2 separate regions of the Zea mays genome follow, and region 2 is linked to region 1. Evidence: chromatin contacts called from public Hi-C data. All regions are on one chromosome and are shown on one strand. The core of a region is the stretch at or near the end of the contact, and the rest is flanking DNA. Distances in the headings are between cores, read along the strand shown.

Region 1 (6,272 bases), core at 2,474-4,973:
AATAATTATGTTATTTGCTAGCTCACTATTTATAGCTCTACAGGTGCTCAATGGTCTTCTCATTAGGAGTTGAAAGTTGCCTAGAGGGGGGGTGAATAGGCAAGTTAAAATTTTTTCAACAAAAACTAGAAGCAAACTGGGTAAAACTGAATTGATCTCGAAATTCACCCAGTTAACTTTGGAAATGAGATGTTCTAGTTGATCCACAGGGTTCAAAATAGTAGATCTGAGAAGGGCACTTCTCAAAATCCACACACCAAATATATATAAACAAATCTTCCACGCAATGGTGAGAGAACGAAGAACACAAACAAACACAATGAGCAAGAACACAAGAGACACAAGATTTATCCCGAGGTTCGGTCACACCACCAAGGTGCCCTACTTCCTCGTTGAGGCGCCCACAAAGAGCCGGGTCTCTTTCAACCCTAATCCTCCCTTTGCCAACCACAGAGGTCAAGCCCACACAATAATCTTTACTCAAACGAGCGGGTAATACAAACTTTCTTGTGGTCTTCCACAAGATTTGGAGACTCACAAGAGACACCTAGTCGTCTAGGAGCTAGAAGCTCCAAGAGTAATGAATCCACAAAGAACTCGATGTAGTACCAAAGCTCGAATCAAGAAGAGCAAGAGAGATTTGGAGATGAAGCACAAAAACCGCAGCTCTCAAACTCACTCAAAGATTTCTCTCCAAAGATTTGAAATGGGAGAGGCAAGAGGTGTGTGAGAGAGAGTGGGAGGTGTTTCTCAGGTTGGGAATGAAGTTTTGTGCGTGCTATTCTGTGGGGAGAGAGGTAGGAGTGAGTATATATAGGTGGGGCTCCAAAACTAGCCGTTTTTGACTTTTCTGCTCAAAAACCGGTTGAACCGGTCCCAAAACCGGTTGAACCGGTTTTCAAAAAGCTGCGCACAGCTTTTTGGCTGACACAGCAGACTGGCAGAAAAAAGTGAACAGTGCAAAAACCGGTTGAACCTGTTTCCACCAGACAAAAACCGGTTGAGTGTCCGGTTGAGTGTCCGGCTGAACCAGTATTTTGAAAAAAGGTGAACAGTGCAAAAACCGGTTGAACCTGTTTTAAAACCGGTTGAACCTGTTTTTCCAAAAATCAATTTTGACCAAGATAGACTTTAAAAGGTTGTACTACATACTTTCACTAAGGATTAACAAGGGTAAAATGGAAGTTTTGGATCAAGGATTTTTGAGCTTTTGTACCAACACCAACCTTCTTTTTGGATCCCCCTTGATAGTACGACGATTCCTATACTCAAGTTAAATAAAATATAATTAAGTAAACTCCTTGAGTCATTGGTGTCTCAAGTGTGATTTCTCCATGGTGTTGCTTCATAAGGATCACAAACATCTTTGTCTCACCTTTTGAAGCAAACACAAATCGAGCCTATGACTTGTGCCATTTCACCATATATGAGTTCAAATCATGGCTTCAAGTCACCTTACTGATGCATCAACATGTTGTAACTCTTCATAGCTGATTAGTTCATCGACTTAGTGCAAGTACTCTCTTCTTCACCTTAGCCATGGTACCTCGGTCTACAAGCCGTCGCTTGGCCTTCACCTTCGCTTAGTTCCTCGAAGCCCTTTCCTTGCTATCTTCACCCTATCAAGCCATTCTTGAGTCACATCCTATTGAGCATCCATTGAGAGAATCATTTCTTCAATATTGTGAACCTTGCTTGAATGTCATCTAGATATAACTGCTAAGATCAATCAAGCTCTAGTTTGATTCTCATATATTCATATATGGACTAATAGTAATATGGTCAAGCCAATTCACGATTCCTCATATCTTGTTCACTTTGGCTTGACCAATCCTCTTAATCACTTCAACCTCTATTATGATCATATTTATGCATAGTGATTTCTCAGGACTTGTCCATATATTCAAACCAATATAGAGACCATATTATATCCATTTGCATTGTCTCACTGGTTATTTGACCTTGTGTTGAACTTTGTTCACTGATCATTATACACTATTCAAGTATGTTCATCATACTGAATTCCCTGTTCAACACTTAGCAAATTTGTTAGACCTTTAAATGTGTTGTTATCCAAATCACCAAAACTCACAAAAGGGATGAATGCACTTTCAGGAGTGATAGAGCAGAAGCTGTATCAATTCCAGTTGGAATAATTCCTGCAGGGTCTGACAACTCACTTGTCTGGACTGTTTTGGGAGTTAGAGATCCTATTTCTGCATCATTATTAATTGTTAAGGTATTACGAGTTTCAATATTTTTCTCAAACACTCCATCACCATCATTACTGTTGGTGTTCGATGGTGACTTCCTATATGAGGAGTGTCAGCAGTATATTTTGCATACTTGATTTTGTTCAAATAAGTCTGTTACTAAATCTTGTTCTCATGAGGATAAATTCTTTTGTGACAGGCTGGTTTCACAGCTCTAGATATCTTGGTTGTCGAGTGGACCAAGACCTTGAAGAAGCATTTGAAGGACTTTATCTTAATGACCCTTAGAGCTTAGGCCCTACACTTTGTAATCTCCTACTATTCTTCTTGTTCCTACTCTATTCTAGTGATCTGGACATCTGGTGATGTAAACTGTACTCTCTGTATTTAAGATCTCTTTATCTCTGATGTCATCTATCAAATGTCATATGTTTTAGTTTTAGGGTTTTGTGCTGTAAGTTTTACGGTTTTTTGTGCTATCGGTTTTGGGGTGTTTTTGCTAAATATAGTTTTGTGTTTGCGGGCTCGGGCTGGCCCGGGTCACTAAATGGCCCGTGCTATTCGGGCCGGCCCGGCATGGTCGGGCCTAGACCGTGCCGTGCTCGGGAAGAGGTTTGGGCCCGTCGGGCGGCCCGGCCCGGCACGGTTAAGTAGCTGGGCCTAACCGTGCCGGGCTCAAACGGGCCGGGCTGAGTCGGGCTCGGGCTGGGCCGGGCCGTGCCGCCCGTTTGGACATCTATAAGGTGGAGTACTCCACCACGCTGAGCACTGTTCCGCGTCGATTAGCAGTACTAAACTGATAACTACGCATAATCGGCCGACCGGCGGGCGCGGGGTGGTTACGGGGTGCCAGTCACTCGCCGGCTACGTCGTCGCCGCTAATCATCAATTCGATCGGTGGCGGCGGCAGCACCGGCCATCGCTACTGCTGTGCTTGGTTCATTCCCTCGTGCAAAAGATGGACAGTACGCTGTGCTGTACATTAATACGGATCCCTATCATGTCGAATTCGCGGGAGATCTGTGCAAAATCACGGGCAGGCAGGGTTGTCCTGGGTCTGCTCTGCTCTCTTTTCCGCTCGTCTCTTTCGAGAGGATGATGATAAAATAAATAAAAGGTGATGTGGAGACTCCCTCCTCCCGAACGGCCAAGCCTGTCTCTGTCTGCCCCCCTTGGAAAGCAACGGCTCACCGCAATCCGACTGCCATCTCCCCTAGTGCCTACTGCACTGCACACCACGCAAGGGCGCAAGGCCTAGGCCGGCCACGAGCCCACGACGGGCGCCTGCTTTGCTTGTGCCTGTGCTGCTGCTTGAAGCAGCACAGCAGTGGACGCGTCCGCCGTCCGCTGGCTTGCGTGTGTCAGCTGCGCGTTGCGGTTAGCCGGTTACTAGGCTGGGCACCCCCACCCCTCGCCGGCTGCCCGGTCTCTTCACTCCACATCCTAGTATCCCACAGGCCACACAGCCAACTTGGCTGGAGAAAGAGGTGTAGAGAGACTCGTCTCTAGCTCTCTGCTCCTCTCGGCTGGAGCGAGCGGTCCACTCCAGGGCTGGAGGCAGCCACAGCCAAGCCGAAGGCAACGAGTGGAGACCGGACACCGGAGCCGCGGAGCGGGAGACCATCCTTGACTTGTTTTTTCCGCCCCTTGGATGTGACGACTGACCGGATGAGACGCGCGCGGCCGCGCCTCTCCCCACTCCGCTGACCGGACCTGCGTGCCCTGCGACCGCACCAGCGCGGAGCTGCGTATCCCGCCAGCGGTGAGCCGGTGGAAGGACCCCGCCCGCCCTGCTCTTCTCTGCTCCAAATCCAAACCAGCCTTTTTCCCCCTCCGTGCGCCCACAGCAAAGCCCGATGAGGAGACGAGAGTGAAGAAGAAGAAGAAACCACTAGGCGCGGCAAGGATTTGCTCCGAGAGGTTCGCGTTCCCCCGATTCCCTATCCTCCTCCCCTGCTCCAAGATTTTTTTCCCTTTTCCCTTTCCTTCCCTCTCCGAGCGCTTCGCTTTTGCGGGTTTTTGCCTTCTCTTTTGCACCCAATCGACTCTCTCTCTCTCTCTCTCTCTCTCTCTCTCTTCCCCCGAAATATTACTATTTGCCATTGCTTGCCTTGCCGCTTCCTCCGACAAGGAAGAACACTTGTTCAGGACAACCCTGGGGTGAGGGTTGGTGCGAAGTGTCTGCTCCTTGCTGTTATATCCTCCGCTAATTGCTTTGCGTCCAAGGTTGTTTAAGGTTGCACGAATTGATTGGGCAACCGGCGGTAGTACTTTTCGTGCGCAAGATTTGGTTGGTGGTGTTCTTACCCTCTCTCGCAGGATAGCTGCTCTCTCTCTCTCTCTCTCTCTCTCTCTCTCTCTCTCTCTCTCTCTCTCTCTCTCTCTCTCTCTCTCTCTCTCTCTCTCTCGAAGATTTTCTTTGTCGAGGGAAAAGTTGGGTTTGGGGACGACAGGACCACCGCCGCCTACATTGATGACTTCTGCTACGTACTAGTATGTGGAGTACCTCTTGTCGTGTTGAGCATGTTTCGGGTTGGACCGAGTTCAATTCGTTTCCTTACAAGCAAAGACATATATTCCCCAGGCGTACTCCCTCCAGTCCAGAACCACCGCCGGAGTATTCCGAGCGGCATTTCCTGCATAAACACCGGTGCCAATCAGGAGGGTTCTGTGTGTTTCTGTCAGTTTAGTGATAGTACTCTTCAATAGAATCGCGCGATTTTGTTCATCTGTGTCCTTTCTGAAATCATCGTTTGTCTCCGTGCAATTCTTAGGTTCCATTCCGTATCCGGATCACCGTGCGGAAATTCTTGGTTGGTATGGTATGAGTAAATGCGATCTGCAGTGACTTGTGAGACAGGTTTCTGCACATTAGATTCACGAAAAAGTTGCGACCTTTATTGCATTCAGGAGTGTTGGTCGGAACTGCCAGGTTGCCTGCCGGATTTTTACCTTTTGGTTCCGATTTGTCCCGTGCTTTTATTAGATGACGATGACATGATAATCACACTGCTGGTTGGATAATGCAGAGTGATGCGCTTAAGGATTCACGACAATGGCTTCATTGGTGCCCGGTGTCCTCGTGAAGCTCCTTCAGCATATGAACACGGATGTAAAAGTCGCCGGCGAGCATCGCTCCTCGCTCCTTCAGGTTGTCAGCATCGTCCCAGCGCTCGCCGGGAGCGATCTTTTCACCAACAAAGGCTTCTACCTCAAGGTGTCGGATTCATCCCATGCGACCTACGTTTCCCTTCCAGAGGAACAGCATGATCTCATCTTGAGCGACAAGATTCAGCTGGGCCAGTTCATCCATGTAGACCGTCTAGAGGCTGCCACTCCTGTTCCCATCCTTAGAGGAGTTCGCCCAGTTCCGGGTCGCCATGCTTGCGTTGGCACCCCTGAGGATCTTGTGGTGACCAGCTCCTCCAGTTTTCATGGCAGCAAGAAAGCGCAACCATCAAATGGAACGAATGATGCCAGCATCTTGTCGCTAGAAAAGGAAACGAGCAAATTGGAGAAAATAAATGCTTCACGTAAGCTTACCGGGACGGAAAATAAGAAGCCGATGCTCACCAAATCAAACTCTTCACTGTCAAGACAAGCTTTGAATGTGATTGGTGATAAGAAGGAAGCGGTTAAATCAAAGGTGAAGCCAGCTATTACCAGGTCTACACCTTCATCACCAACCAGTGTCTATTCTTTACCTGCGTCATTCGACAGATTCTCTAATGATCTGAAACAGAGGAACAGAGTAAAAGGAGCAGAGAAAGCTTCATCTTCTAGGCTTTCCTTGTTAGAAAAGGCTGCTTCTGTTTTGAAGGCTACTAGTGCCGGGAGAAAGCCCTCTGCTGCCAATTCGATCAGTAGCTCTGTGTTAAGTATTGGATCAGGGCCAAAGGCCTTGAGAAGAAGCTGGGAAGGAAACACGGATATTAAAGGAAAAGGCAATTCAGAATCAAAGACAGCCAAACCTGACAAGAAGTCTGATAACAAGATGCCAATGGTATGTAAAATGCTGACTCTCTCTATCATTGTATAGATAATGCATTTAGTTTGTGT
Region 2 (6,272 bases), core at 2,733-5,232, 260 kb after region 1:
TGCCTCACAGCATGCTTCTTGACAAACCCAAAACTACCTTTATAACTACCCAGTTACGAGATAGCGTTTGATAGTCCCTAAGTAAGTCAATTCACATCTTGAGAACATGCGACAATCTCAGGTCTAAGGATACAGTATTCATGTTGCAAGAAGAGAACTATATTACAATATCTCACATTGGGTCGGTCCAGCCTCATGTCATACACGCGCCCACATTATTAGTTTAACATCTCCATGTTCATGACTTGTGAAATGTAGTCATCAACTAATACATGTGCTAGTCCGACTCTGACTAGGGACATCATTTAGAATAACCATATAAGTAAAGAATCTCACAAACAATTCACATAATTGCTAATCAATACAAGGTGCCTTCCATGGATATTCAATTAAGCAATATATATATCATGGATACAAAGAAATATGCTCATCTCTATGATTATCTCTAGGGCATATTTCTAACACAAGGGACCAATAAATCGTAAGGTCATCCCTTCGTGGGCCTGGGGAGGAACGACCAGTAAAGCAGATCGACATAAGGCCGGATCGATGCGAGCCCGGATGGCCCAACAACGTTGAGCAAGCAACCACAACAGAGACCCGACTTTCCCACGCTGGAGCCCCGTACAATGGAACCAAGCGAGGATAAGTCGGCAGAACTATAGGAAGATAGACTCAATCAGTTCGCTATCTCTTAGGTGCACAATATTGTCATATCCGCATGTATGGCCCCACGGTTGAATATATAAGGCCTAGGGGGCACCCCTTCAGAACGATCAATCTCACTACTCAGCCATCCACCCCAACTCTCTACGTTCTAGCTTTAGAGAGCTCCATTGTAATCCACCACATAAAGCATTCTCACTAGGACATAGGGTGTTACGCATCTCAAAGCGGCCCAAACCTGTAAACACTGTCCATTGTTCCTCGTGCATCCGGCACGAACCATTTAGCTACAGTCGACGACACCATCCTACTCCTAAAAACACCTTGAGGGGCAACCCCGGGTGTGCGGTCGGACCCAAAACACCGACAGCACCAACGACTATTAGTCAAAACCTTGTGCGGTTCTAGATACCTTGGTAAAAATACCAGCGCATCCACGAGAGTTTGCATCTCTACCTTTGTCTTTAAGCTTTCACATTTATATTGACTACTTAAGTTGCAATCTTTACTATTTTTAGTTTAGAATATAGGATAAGAACTTAGGTTGCATAAGTCCTTGTTGGGGACTTGTTCTCAAATGCTATGAGTTAAGAACAAGGCAACACAAAAAACATTAAATGTTAATGCCCTTCGTCCTTCGAAACATTATTTCCCTTAGGACATAATGATCTTCAGACGAAGGTCATGAAGGACATACCTTCGTTATTGTAGTACATGTTAATGAAAGGAGAAACATATGAAATGTAAGAGATAACATGAGCAATTATACAACATTATCAACTCATTTTTATTTTATTATCCTAGAAAAATAGAAATAATATTGAATTACAAGTATACCTTCGGCATGACAGAAGGTAGAAGTACAAGCGTGATGCACGAGCAAGTACAAGTCAGCGTGAACAATACGGGGGTGTTGTTCATCTATTTATAGGCACAGGACACAACTTGTGAGAAATTACAATCATGCCCTTTACATTTACTATTGGCTTATAGAAAAATCTATGAGGACTGGATGACTTTTCCCCTTTAAGTCGGTTCCTTTTCCCGCGATTGAGCCGAAGCTCCCGAAGATAAAGAGTTTCTTGGTTTGGGTCCAGCGGCTGCAGTGCAGCGGTCCCTGGTGCTGAAGCTTTCTTCGGCGGCATGACGAAGGTCAGTGCTTGCCGAAGGTGGTCGAAAAGGGTTCACCGGAGGTGGGCGCCAATGTTGGGGACTTGTTCTCAAATGCTATGATTTAAGAACAAGGCAACACAAAAAACATTAAATGTTAATGTCTTTCGTCCTTCGAAACATTATTTTCCTTATGACATAATGATCTTCAGACGAAGGTCATGAAGGACATACCTTCGTTATTGCAGTACATGTTAATGAAAGGAGAAACATATGAAATGTAAGAGATAACATGAGCAATTATACAACATTATCAACTCATTTTTATTTTATTATCATGGAAAAATAGAAATAATATTGAATTACAAGTATACCTTCGGCCTGACAGAAGGTAGAAGTACAAGCGTGATGCACGAGCAAGTACAAGTCAGCGTGAACAGTACGGGGGTACTGTTCATCTATTTATAGGCACAAGACACAGCCTGTGAGAAATTACAGTCATGCCCTTTACATTTACTATTGGCTTATAGAAAAATCTATGAGGACTGAATGGCCTTTTCCCCTTTAAGTCGGTTCCTTTTCCCGCGATTGAGCCGAAGCTCCTTTGCGCATAGCTTCGAAGTAACGGCAACCTTCGTCATGATCATGCCCTTCTCATCGTATATGCCTTTAATCCTGAATCAAAAGGTACCTGTCTATAAACCATGCTTGGAAGACATTGTTAAATTACGTTTTTGAGGACCTTCGGAGGACGAAGGCCCCCAACAGTCATTTTACGGTAGAGATAGCCACACTTAGATAAAACTTAGTTTGCACTTTATTGCTTAGCTATTTGCATATGTTTTGTTTAGTAGACTTGTTTGTGGCCTATATTAGCAAGAAATTTAGAAGTCCTAATTCATCCCCCTTAGGCGTATGTAGTCCTTTCAATCGGTATCAAAGTCTGGTTTGGCTCATTAGGAATCTTTTAGCTTAAGCGCTAATATAGCTGACATTTTTTGGAGGAAGGGATGGATACCTATAGGCCACCACATTTCGACGATAGTAATTTCCCTTACCATAGTGCTATAATGGCTTGTTACCTAGAAGTTGTTGATTTAGATGTTTGGAGAGTCACTCGCGACGGGATGAAACCACCTAATAATCCCGAGAAGCTTACCGCGAGTGACGAAAAATAAATTCATTTGAATGTTAGAGAAAAAATTGCTTGTATGGATCTCTTAGCCTAGAAAGTTTTAATCAGATATTTACTTTGAAACCCTAATGATGTTTGGCTAAAATTGCATAAGATTTTTGACAACACATCAAATGTCCGTGAGCAAATATATTGTCTAGCTTTGAATGAGTATAATTCTTTTGTAATGAAAGATAATGATTTTGTTAGAGACATATATTCACGTTTAAATCGTGTTGTTAATGAGCTCAACTCTATTGGCGTTAATAAGCTAGACGATGTGGACACTGTGAGGAAGATCATATCCTTGCTACCTTAACAAAAATATGGGAGCATCATCATCATCCTTCACAACTTGGAGGATTTGAGCCAAATGACCTCGCGCTCTTGATCAGGAAGATCGTGACATTTAAGATGTCACGCAAGATGTGTGAAGAAGAACCAACCTCTTCAAAGCCATATGCTTTCACTTGTGATGAACACAAAAAGATGAAAGACAAGAAGAAGGTTGCAAGCTCAAGTTACTCAAGTGAAGAAGAGGAATATGAAAAAGAAGATGATAATAATGATGATGATCAACCTCTACATCATCCTTCAAGGACGAAGAGATGATCCAACGAGTTGGCAAGGTAATGAGGATGATACATAAGATTAATCTAATGTGGGCGCCATGTACATACATGATCTTCTCTTTAGTATTAACATGAAAAAGTAAAGAAAGAGATGATGCTTCACGTGTGGGGAGAAGGATCACTTCTGAGATAATTGACTAAATATGGCCGAACCTAATAAGAGGAGGAGCAAAGGCAAGACAATTCTTTGAGTGAAGATGAACCTTCAATAACTATTGCGGCGACTCGATCGATTATATATTTACATTAATTTTGGATAGTTTTTACCAAAGCGGTTCTTATAGAAGCTGACTCTACATCAGCTAAAACAAACAGGGTGTATTACTTGTTATTATTAAAAAAACAGATAAAATAAATTCTGAACACTATTTTATAAAGATCACCGCGAATGCTATTGGAAAGAAGCCACGAAAACCACATCGGCTCTCTGAATAAGTACGCATCGAATCGCCCAGCCCACCATACAGAGCCCACACTGCAGAGCCCCCTCTTGTTCGCGTCCGAACCAGATTCCCCGTCCCCTCTAGGGTTACGCCCACTCTCCCCCGCCGCTCCGGCGATGTCGTCGGAGCCTCTACCCGCGGAGTCACCCGAGGCGCCCGCTTCCGCCTCTGGCTCCCCTTCGAAGGACGCCGTCGGCACTGAGGTCGGCGCCGCTGCGGGGTCCCCGGAAACGAACACGCTCTGGGTGGGCAACCTGCCCTCGCACGTGACCGAGGGCGATTTGTTGGCGCTGTTTGGGCCGCACGGCGCGCTCGATTGCGCCCTTGCACGAGCCGGATCTCGCAGCTACGCGTTCGTCCTCTTCCGTTCCCCAGCCGAGGCTCGCGAAGCCGTCGAGGCCACCCGGGGTGAAAAGGTCAAGGGGGCCGCCATGCGCACCGAGTTCGCGCGGCCGGTAATTTAGTTGCTTATGCACCCCTCCCCCCTCCCCGCGCGCGCTGGGATCTGCTCCCTGCCGCGCTAGATTTTTTGATTGAAAATAAAAATAACTCCCGCCCTAGATTTACCCTGCTGTTTATTGTCATTTGTGTCCGCGACGCCACGTGATTTGTTTGCGCTAGCTAGGGTTTAGGTCCGCCTTTGTAATGGTGGATATCCATCAGGTTTTTGTAGTTGCTGATGAAAATGCTACACGGACAGTTTTGGTCGAGGATACTGGCCGTATGCCATGTTTATCTATTGTCAATCTGGCTGATCAGGTCATTAGTCTATATTATATTAATTAGAAGTGATGCTCCTTTCCTTGCAAATTTCTTACACAGTACTGCTTGACCCGACGATTCATGCAAAAAATGCAGGAAGATGCAATTTTATGCTACTCAGGATATAACTTGTTTTGACGATTCGTTGTGCAATGTGTTTGTCGTGGTTTAATTTTAAGTTATAGGATCCTGTCTCCTGTGCGTTTCCATGTTTTTGTTGGAACTGGAGATTTGAGTACCATGCGTCCATGCCTTTATAAGATTTTGTTTCTTGTTTTCGTTTTGACAGGCTAGAGCTGTTAGAAATCTGTGGGTTGGTGGCATTAGCCCATCGATTTCAAAGGAGGAGCTTGAGGGGGAGTTTCTGAAGTTCGGAAAAGTTGAAGGTGTTGCATTCTCCCAAGATCAGACTTCAGCATACATAGATTTTGAGAAGCTTGAAGACGCAATTTCTGCTCACAGATCCTTGAATGGAAAAATGCTAGGTGGCAAGGAATTGTGTGTTGATTTCCAGAGGTCCAAGGGAAGAGCGGTGTGTGTCACATTGTTGGCTGTATTTGTATTTCCTCCATTAAATTTTTATAGTGTTTTTCTTGTTATAACTTGTTTGTACTGATTTGTATAGGAATGGTCAGAAGCTAGCAGCTTCAATGGTAGAGTACCAGGGCCAGTGGGTGATAAGAGAGGCAGTGGCCCTCTGAAGGTATGCACTGTTTAGAGATATAGTTCTCATCTGTCATGTTGTTGGTCGTTCTCTTTTATCTGCTGATGTTGCTTACTATCATGTTCTGTTTACCTGGCAGAGTTCTGCTGGAGTGCGGATGCGAGAGGCACAGCCTACCAATGTTCTCTGGGTTGGTTTTCCAGGTTCTTATAGAGTCATTGATGAGGAGGCACTTAAGCATGCCATGTCAGTATTCGGTGTCGTTACGAAGATAAAAGTTTTCCAGACAAGGCAGTATGCTTTTGTTGAGTTTGCAAATGTTGCGGAAGCTTGTAATGCTAAGATGAATCTAGATGGTCATCTTTTCAATGATCCCAGGATTCAGATTCTTTTCTCAAACAGTGGGCTTGCACCAAACAAATTGGACAACCCAACATCGGTTGCTGGATTTCCTAGTTCAGAAATCTATTCCAGTGATGGTCGTCTAGGCCCTGGTATTGGCAGTGGAACTTTGCAAGGGTATGATCCACCAAGAGGAGGAAGAACAAGATATTACGATTATGCGGGTATGCCTACTCCAGGTGGTATCCTTTCACAACCTGAACCATTTGATCCAAGAGAAGCAAAAAGAATGAGGCTTGCTGCTGGTGCTGACCCTTACGATGTAAGGGCAGGCAGCACAGGTCTTTATTCTGCTGGATACCGTCATCAGGGCAGTTCTGTGCACGCTGAGGGAAGCTCAAGTCCTGTTATTCGAGTCCGGGGCACAGTGCATCGTACATCATACATTGAGCACTGTTGGCGTGGCAGTATTGCCAAAG

What was found. Hi-C and Micro-C count contacts between places; a contact is called where the count stands out from the background.
Region 2: a Hi-C map of ear shows a contact between it and region 1, with 2.2 times the contacts expected there. The contact joins the promoter of LOC103633041 here to the promoter of LOC100191399 in region 1. A contact is called at or near these places in 9 of 25 Hi-C or Micro-C datasets (bundle sheath, ear, endosperm and 3 more).

The regions. Positions count from the first base shown.
Region 1 is chr7:146,370,744-146,377,015 of Zm-B73-REFERENCE-NAM-5.0, forward strand. LOC100191399 reads left to right here and starts at 3,724. Exons shown (of 5, transcript NM_001358448.1): 1 at 3,724-4,133; 2 at 5,243-6,216. The coding sequence starts at 5,269.
Region 2 is chr7:146,630,626-146,636,897 of Zm-B73-REFERENCE-NAM-5.0, forward strand. LOC103633041 (flowering time control protein FPA) reads left to right here and starts at 3,983. Exons shown (of 6, transcript XM_008654723.3): 1 at 3,983-4,480; 2 at 5,077-5,319; 3 at 5,413-5,490; 4 at 5,591-6,272. The coding sequence starts at 4,142.